Linked DNA regions of Mus musculus: all the other regions are linked to region 2. The links are chromatin contacts, called in public Hi-C and targeted proximity ligation maps. All regions are on one chromosome and are shown on one strand. The core of a region is the stretch at or near the end of the contact, and the rest is flanking DNA. Distances in the headings are between cores, read along the strand shown. Region 1 holds the start of Ttc9c (tetratricopeptide repeat domain 9C). Region 2 holds the start of Bad (BCL2-associated agonist of cell death). Region 3 holds the start of Map3k11 (mitogen-activated protein kinase kinase kinase 11).

Region 1 (2,832 bases), core at 212-2,711, 1.9 Mb before region 2:
CGTTCCTCCGGCCCGTCTTCCTCCCCCTTGCCGTTGTCATGCTCTTCGCCACCATTTACCCCACCTGACCCAGCCGTGGCCTCCGCCGGTGTGTCGGAAGCTTCGGACTCGGCCTCCATGGCTGACGTCTCCGGGGGCTCCGGAGGCGGCTGCGCGGCCTGGCCCAAAGCCTGAGCAGGTGGTGGTTCCTCGTCTTCGTCCTCAAGCAGCGCCTCCTCGTCCTCCTCCTCGTCGTCGTCCTCCTCCTCCTCGTCCCCGCCCGGGCCTCCGCCCGACGCGGCCACAGGCCGAGGCTCCGCCTTGCAGGCCCCACCGGGCCCGGCCCCACCAACGCCGGCCTCGTCCTCCAGCATCTCAGCATCCAGTGCCTCCTGAAGACGCTGCGCCAGATCCATTTTGAGGCCGCGCGAATCCAGGCCCCGCCGCTGAAGCTCCGACCGCAGCTCGGTCACTTTCAGCCGCTTCACCTCCATCGCCGCCGTCGCCTCCTCCGCCTCCCGCCGCCTCCTCCCCTGCGAACTGTCGACCGAGCCCGACCGCGCAGGCGCCGCCGCCGCCCGCCTCCGCCTCCCGCGCCAGCACTGAGCCCGCGCTAGCAAGCGCACGCACACAGAGGCAGAGGCCGCGCTGTCTTCGCGGCGTGTTTATGTCGCCTTCCTCCTGCCCTGCCCCTTTCGGCTCACTGAGCGCAAAACAAGACGGCGAGGAGCAGCTTCCGACACACTCTGTACTCGACCGCGGGGGAGTGCGCGCCGAGGACGACGGAGTTCCCTCACTTCCCCTCCCTCCTCTCAGAGATCCGGGCCAATCAGCGCAAGCGGCCTAACCGCGCAGCCGCACAGGGGCCTGAGTCGGGCAAGGCTGGCTGCGGCTCAAGTGCCTCGTAGCACGGAAGCGTGAGCGCGCTCCTCTTTCCGTACTTCAGTCGTAGGCTCTGCGCAGTCGCGCCGGAGTCCCGCCCATCTCAGGTCTCTTACTTCCTGCCCGCTCCCAATTACCGGAGCACCCTAGGGCTTACTCGATGTCCTCTCTTGCTTATTCTTTGACTGTAACTTCTGAGACTAGTAACCGAAGCCAAGCTGGAAGGATGGGTGGTGCAGGGTTTTCGTAGCCAGGAGGGAAAGGCCTTTCCAGCATCAAGGGAGAGAGAGAGAGGGAGAGAGCAATGCCGGGACCTCTTTCTGTGCTTAAACATCTACCCAGCAACAGAGGCGCCAACCCCACCCCTTCCTTCTCTCGTTGGCCAGCTTGAATCGTAGTCTGTTGCTCTGATTGGTCCTCCGATATCGTGCGGCTTTTTTTCCTATTGGAGAAGTGGCCGGGAATTTTTTTTTTCCGGGTTGGTCCGCTGGGGAGGCGGGGCCGGTTCTGCGGGATTACTTTTCTAGACTCCTTTCTGATTGGGTGGCATGACGCAATGCGCGTGCCCCGTTAGAGGCTAAACTGCTGGCAGGTCTGGTCTCTTCCTCTCTGTGCTCCTGCAACTTAAACCGAATTCCTGGAGGAGTCTTCCGGCTTGGGCCTCCGCTGTGGTGCGGTTGTTGGGCACAATGCTTCCGGCCTCTTGTGCCTCACTTGTGGACTGGAGACTCAGGCCTCACTCACTTCGGTTCCTCAATTAACAGCAGAACCATCAACAAATGTTTGTTGGATAAGGACAAATAAAGAGATTGGAAAGGAGCGAAGCCTTTTTGACTTGTTTCACTTGTTCCCGCCTACTCCATCTTCTTCCAGGTCAGGGGGTGTGCCTCAGAGAAAGAAGGAAACGAATTTTGCGGGCGGTCACACACTTGGAACGTTTAGTCGGGCCTTTGGATTTCCCTAGTGTCTGTAATCACGCCGGGATCTCTTCTAATGGAACTCATTTGGTCAATGGCCTCACTATCCTCACATCATTCCTTTTTTTAGTTTGCGGTACTTCTGGAAACTGAAAACTAGCACAGGAGAATAGATGGGACTAGTAAAAACAGCAAAACCCACATCCCTGCGAGCTTCTTGCTTACGAAATCGATGCTCTAATCATTTATTTTGATCCCATTCTACTGCTTCAGTTTCTCTTTCATTTAACAGTTCCAACAGTCATGGAGAAGCGCCTTCAGGAGGCTCAGGTATACAAGGAGGAAGGAAACCAGCGCTACCGGGAAGGAAAGTACCGAGATGCTGTGAGTAGGTACCATCGAGCTCTTCTTCAGCTGCGGGGTCTGGACCCAAGTCTGCCTTCCCCTCTTTCTAGTCTGGGACCTCAGGGCCCAGCTCTCACACCGGAGCAAGAAAACATACTGCACACCATCCAGACCCACTGCTACAACAACCTAGCTGGTAAGTATGGGACGAGCGTGGGCAGAGAATCAAGACCGCAGGGCCGGGCAGTGGTGGAGCATGACTTTAATCCCACTACTCAGGAGGTAGAGGCAGTTCAAATACAGAGTGAGTTCCAGGACAGTCAGGGCTACACAGAGAAACCCTGTATCAAAAAGCAAAACAAACAAAAAAGATAGAATCATCAAGCCCTGTGAACATTGGAAGATGTTCTTTTTCACTGCCACCTGGCTATTTAGCAGTCGATTGAAACCTGTTTCCAATTTGTAGAGTATTCTAAAAGCAAGCGGGATTTCACAAACCTCACCTGAAACTACTTCCTGGGCTCTAAAGCCCAGATATCTTGATTTGGTGGACCTAGAATGGGTTTATTTCGAAGAATGATGCTAACACCTGTAATTGCAGCACTGGAGAAGTCCAAGTAGAAAAATGGCTTCAAGTTTGAGAGCCAGACTAGCCTGTGATGTGTGCTAATACCCTAATTCAAACAAGTAAGAATTAACTGTATCCCGT
Region 2 (2,700 bases), core at 131-2,630:
GTCACTTAGGGTCACCTGCCTGTCCCATCTGGGCAAGAATAGTCGGGCTGAAGGCGAGCCATAGAGTAAGAAAGAACCTACTGAGCTGGGCGGCGGTGGTGCACGCCTTTGATCCCAGCACTTGGGAGGCAGAGACATGAGGATTTCTGAGTTCAAGGCCAGCCTGGTAGTAAATGCTCTGAACCACTGAGCCATTTTTCCAGTCCCCTCCCCCATCCCTTCTTTTAACCTTCAGCTTTCTTCTTCCTTTTTTATTAGTTTTTATTATTATTATTTATTTATTGGTTTTTCTGTAGGAGTGAGTTCCAAGATAGCCAGAGCTACACAGAGAAACCCTGTCTTGAAAAACCAAAAAATAATCATTTTAAAAAAAGAAAGAAAGAAAGAAAGAAAGAAAGAACGAACGAACGAACGGACCTACTGGCCACTTCTTGGGCTGGAGAGATGGCTCAGTGGTTAAGAGCACTGACTCCTCTTCCAGAGGTACTGAGTTCAATTCCCAGCAACCACATGGTGGCTCACAACCATCTGTAATGGGATCTGATGCCCTCTTCTGAAGACAGCTACAGTGTACTCACATACAATAAATAAATGAATAAATAAATAAATAAAGAGAAAAGTCACTTCTTTGGGGCTCTGCTTACCTCCCACTGATCTTGGGGACATAATAAGGGGGTCTGTTTTCAGCATTCAGTGAGTCAGCTTAATCATTAAGGGCATACCATACATCTCTGTGAATTAGCCCAGTGATGGTTTGTAGAAGAAGCAATCTGATGAAAGGAGCTATCTGGGGCTTCCCAAGAATCTTTAGGAAGTATGGCTGCAACAGCAACGTAAGGGGCACCTGAGAGTCAGGGGGCATGGGACAGGCAGATAATGGTAGTGAGGAACCTACCTCCATGATGACTGTTGGTGGCTGCCCGTCCCTGCTGATGAATGTTGCTCCCCAGGAGACCTGGGGCCAGGTAGGGACCTGGCTGGTCCTCAGTGAGGCTAGGGCCCAGGCCCCTATCTGTAGCACTAGCGTCTTCCTGCTCACTCGGCTCAAACTCTGGGATCTGGAACATACTCTGGGCTGTAGAGACAAGGTAAGAAGTACTCACTACACAGCTAGGCAAACAGTGTTTATGAGAAGCAGAGGAGAGGTACTCCTGTCTCCCTCTCCCACCACGGTAGCTCAACTCCCCAAATCTTCCCAATCCCTCATTTGTCTGCTCAGTCTGCCTGGCTGTCGCCCGAATATTAAATCTCTCTTCAGAGCTCTGTCCAGACACTAGTGCGCTCCCCCTGCCCGTTAGGACCGGGAATAGGTCTCACCCCAAGCCCGATCTCGAGGCCCCTGACCCGGGCCTGCCTCCTCCCTCCAGTTCTAAGGGCGCCCGGCCCTAGTTTCCTGGGCGACGAGAACTGTCACAGATCTGACCCAATCAGTTTTCGAAGTAAATCCCGGGTCGGCCTGGAGGCGGGGCCACCCCAAGCCAGGTCCCACCCCTGCGCCGACCTGCTGGTCTCCACCGCCTTCCTCCCGCGTCGCTCCCCAGGCTCCGGATTCCGGGATCGGACTTCCTCAAGCCTAGGGCGTGTGCAGGAGCCAGCGAGGGCTGCTTTGGGGTTCCCATTTGGATCCTGGAGGCCTGCTTCGGCTGATAAGTCCTCCAGCCCTTCTGGGCCCGAATTCCCTCCTGTAAAATGGGGTTAATGACACCTCCCTGGGGAGCTGGTGAAAACTCTGTAAACAGCTTAGTGATTACTTATAGAGCCGTTCACTGAAGCTCGGCCGTCGGATGCAATGGTCGTTGCGATGGTTATTGCTCCCCCTGGACCGAGTGACCGGGATGGGAAGACCAGCTCCTTCTTCCCGATCGTGGAGGCCTTGCACTGCCCGTCTTGGGGACAACCCCCCGCGCCATTTCGGGAGCTCCTTTACGGCAGGATGGCCGCCCGGGTGCGGAAGAAGGGACGGGGCGCCCAGGAAGGCGAGCCGTGGGGCTCCAGGGGCCTCTGCTGCCAGGATAGGTGTGCGTACGCTGCCCCGGGCCGGAGCGCGGGGCCTGCAGACAGAAGCTAGGGGGCGGGGTCCGGGTACCATCTTGGTTGTGGGCGGAAGTTTCCTTCAGTGACCCTGTGCGGGGAAGTCGTTGCCGCCCCCCATATGGGCACGCCGAACGCGATGTGGATTTGGGAATCTAAGCGTGGGAAATGGTAGTCCCCAAACATTAAGAGCTGGCGGTCCATGGCACTGGTAGCCCAGGTGCTTGCTGCGTGCGGCCTGCTCTACTCTCGGCCGCCCGCCGCCATCCGTAACCCGGGACACCCGCCGGCAGCGCACCTTGCGGCGATTCTCGAAGAGATGCACGCCGGGCGCGGCGCATGGCTTCGGAGTCCCTGCCGGTCGCTACGCAGTTTACGTAGCGAACGGACGTCCGCGCAGGCGCAGGAGTGGGGCGGAGCAGAGGGAGCCGGGGAGCTGGAGCCCGGTGTCCCGGCGACCGGATCCCGCTTACCCCGCAGCGGCCTGAGACCTGACATCGACTTCCTCTTATTCACCGGGGCTGAGGGTGGACGCGGTGGGGGAACACGTCTGGAATCTTGAGGACAGAGGAAGAAGCCTCCCAATCCGGATTATTGGAGGGGAAAGAGGAACCAAGCTTGGGGAGGGGGAGAGCGGGGCGTTGGGCGCCCCCGCAGCGGCCGCTGTCC
Region 3 (2,700 bases), core at 3-2,502, 1.3 Mb after region 2:
CAGGATTGGCATAAGCTGCTGTTGCCTTCGGAGACCCCTCCGGCCGGACTCCACCGGTACCCCCGCCGCCCCCACTGCCACTGCCGTTCCATGACCCCAGCGGGCTCTTGAGGAAGAGGTTCTTCAAGGGCTCCATGGCAGGGAGCCGGCGTTGGAATGTGTGGGGGACCTTCTTCGGGTGCCCGTGGTATCCACCCCCGCTGGCTTGTGAGGCCCTAGAGCCGGAACCTGGGCATCCGGGCCCTGGCCCTCAGCCCCAGACCCACGCCTCTCTGGGGAGCCAGGAGTGTCGCCTCCCGGCCCCCCGCATCTCGGGCTTTTGGAGGAGGGCACCAAGGGCAGTGTGGTCAGGCTGGAGGGGTGGGGCCCACTGGCCTCCGGCGCCTCACCATGGCTGAATTGGAGCAGCAGAGTCCCTCAGTTCCGAAGTAGTCCTGGGAACCTGGCTTCAGCGCCCGCCTACCGTAAGGTGGGGCCTGCCAGGGTCAGCGCCCGGACTCTGGTTGTTGTCTCCAGGCACAAGAGGTAAGAGAAAGTCCCCAGTTGAGCCGAAGCTACCTCTTCTTGGGCTAGTGCCTTGGGCCCCGACAGCTCCGACCCCGGTCCCTTCTTCCTCCTCCCTTTGTACTTTGGCCCCGGGGGCGGGAGGCAGAGGTGGAGGGTGGAGTTTCACTTTTTTCCGCTCTTCTCCCTCCTGCAGGAAACAGCATCAGATGACGTGGGCGGGTTGCACCGCTCCCCTCCCGGAGGCTCCCGGCAGCTGTGCACGGGAGTTCCCGGGGAGGTTGGCCAAGAGAGGTAGAAGGCGGGCCAGGTAGTTCCTCCCGCCTCCCCCGCCCCCAAACACACCGGCACAACTCTAAGCCTTACGTTAGGTGCTCCTCTGCTCACGGTCGAAGTGGATCTCTGCAAAGACAGAGAAGAATCCTTGTGTCTGAATTCTCATCAGCCAAATCACCCTTGTGATTGCCTCAAAACCAAAATCTGGTCTTGGCTACGAAGTTGCAGAGCTCTTTAAGATTCGTTCTTTCCATATATGAAATAACAAGATACCCTGCTTTTCAGTGCTAGAGGGGGATGTGAACAGAGAAGTTTGGGACTTCAAAATCGGCTTACACTTGAAGCTCTTGGAACCATTTAAAATTATCTTCCTTTCACCCGAGAGGCAAAAACCTGAAACTGTCGTTCAGAACTTTGCCCGGGATTAGATTCAGAGTTGAAGGGCCTTCAACAACCTCTTCGTTAGTTCATCACTTGTCCTGTGTCTGTTACTTTAAGAAAGCCTATGTCATCCTGTTCGACTACTCAGGCCTGATCAGGATCACTCTCTGCTTCGGCTAAGCTCTGACCCGGAAGTAGAGGCGTAAGCCAAGCGACAACCATGATTTACGGTCTCGCACTAAGGAGAGGCGGCCCAAGTCGGGGGTGTGACCCGGTAACGCAAACTGGAAGTAGCCGTGAGGAGTCCCATTCTCCAGCTTTTCCCCGCCTCCTGTAACGCATTGGAAAAGCTTTGCGCCAGTCATCAAGTCGTTACCCAATGGCGACTCACCCGGCCGTCCCATATTTTGGTGGCTCTAGAATTTGACTGCGCGCGCGCCTAAGATACCTCTGCATCCCGTCACTTCGCTACTTCTCCGCGCTTGCGCACTTCTGCCGCCAGGTTTTCCTTTTCCGGGTCCCAACAGGTTCTAACGGGCGCATGCGCCAGTGCAGGCTGGCAGCTCGCGGCTCCTTCTTCCGGCCTCCCCTTTGCGCCGGCACCGGTAGAAGCGGGGCGAACGCAGAGCCCCAAGCGAGTGACCTGCGACCCCGGAAGTGGACCTCAGGGTCCCAAGGATTTCTCCGGTCCGGAGCCAAGGGACCTATCACTGGCACTCCGAGAGCACCTATTCCACGCCCACCTCTGGATGCCGCCGACGGGTGCCCAGCCCTTGCCCTGCGCCTGCTTTCAGGCTCGGCGCTTTACAACAGTTCTGGGCCACCGGAGGGGGCCCAGGCCCCGCCTCTGATGCAGTCCCACCCCAGTATCCCGGCCTGATCCGCTGACTGCCTGGGCCGGCCCCGCCCCCTGCCTGTGCCCTCACCCTACCAATCCCCTCCCCCGTCTGGGGGAGGCCATGGCGTGAAATCTAAGTCGGACCCCGGGACCCTCGGGCGCCAGCGGGGCATGGGCCGGGGGCCGCCCCCATGAGGGTCCCGGGAGGAGGGCGTGCGCAGCAGCGGCTGGGCCATGGGGTCTCAGGTGTTGCAGATCCTGCGCCAGGGGGTGTGGGCCTCGCTCACTGGGGGATGGTTCTTCGATCCGCATCAGAGCACCTTCTCCAACTGCTTCCATCTCTATGTCTGGATCTTCTTGCTCATCTTTCCCTTCTTGCTGTACATGGTGAGAGGCTGCCACCACCTGTAACTATGGCGAGAGGGAGTGTAGTCTGGAGGGATGGGCATCTTGAGTCCTGGGGCGTGGAGTGAAGCGAGTCACTGTAGAGTTCACTGTAGAGTTTACTTTGGTTTTATATAGAGGAAAGACCAAGTCTTTTCTGCATGGAGTGACCTTGAGCGCCTCATTTAATCTACCCGGTTAAACAGAGGGCTACCCCTAACAGGGCTCTTTGTACTGTTGCATGAAGGGGTGATGAAGTTTTGTAAACCGATGAATCCTAGTTCTTTACAGTGGTGGCAGGTACACCCTCAAGGGAG

The links. Hi-C and Micro-C count contacts between places; a contact is called where the count stands out from the background.
Region 1: a contact with region 2 is called in a targeted proximity ligation map of pancreatic cancer cells. A contact is called at or near these places in 1 of 484 Hi-C or Micro-C datasets (B cells) and 1 of 130 datasets of targeted methods (pancreatic cancer cells).
Region 3: a contact with region 2 is called in a Hi-C map of B cells, with 5 read pairs. A contact is called at or near these places in 2 of 484 Hi-C or Micro-C datasets (B cells and embryonic stem cells) and 1 of 130 datasets of targeted methods (pancreatic cancer cells).

What each region holds. Positions count from the first base shown.
Region 1 is chr19:8,817,923-8,820,754 of GRCm38.p6, reverse strand. It overlaps Ttc9c (tetratricopeptide repeat domain 9C), which reads left to right and starts at 1,461. Exons shown (of 4, transcript NM_027412.3): 1 at 1,461-1,734; 2 at 2,071-2,319. The coding sequence starts at 2,082. Hnrnpul2 (heterogeneous nuclear ribonucleoprotein U-like 2) reads right to left here and starts at 1,354. Exons shown (of 14, transcript NM_001081196.1): 1 at 1-1,354. The coding sequence starts at 473.
Region 2 is chr19:6,941,242-6,943,941 of GRCm38.p6, reverse strand. Bad (BCL2-associated agonist of cell death) reads right to left here and starts at 1,380. Exons shown (of 4, transcript NM_001285453.1): 1 at 1,318-1,380; 2 at 896-1,075. The coding sequence starts at 1,067. It also overlaps a transcript of Gpr137 not described here.
Region 3 is chr19:5,687,683-5,690,382 of GRCm38.p6, reverse strand. It overlaps Map3k11 (mitogen-activated protein kinase kinase kinase 11), which reads right to left and starts at 1,252. Exons shown (of 12, transcript NM_022012.3): 1 at 1,117-1,252; 2 at 871-906; 3 at 1-694. The coding sequence starts at 136. It overlaps Pcnx3 (pecanex homolog 3), which reads left to right and starts at 1,475. Exons shown (of 35, transcript NM_144868.3): 1 at 1,475-2,386. The coding sequence starts at 2,234.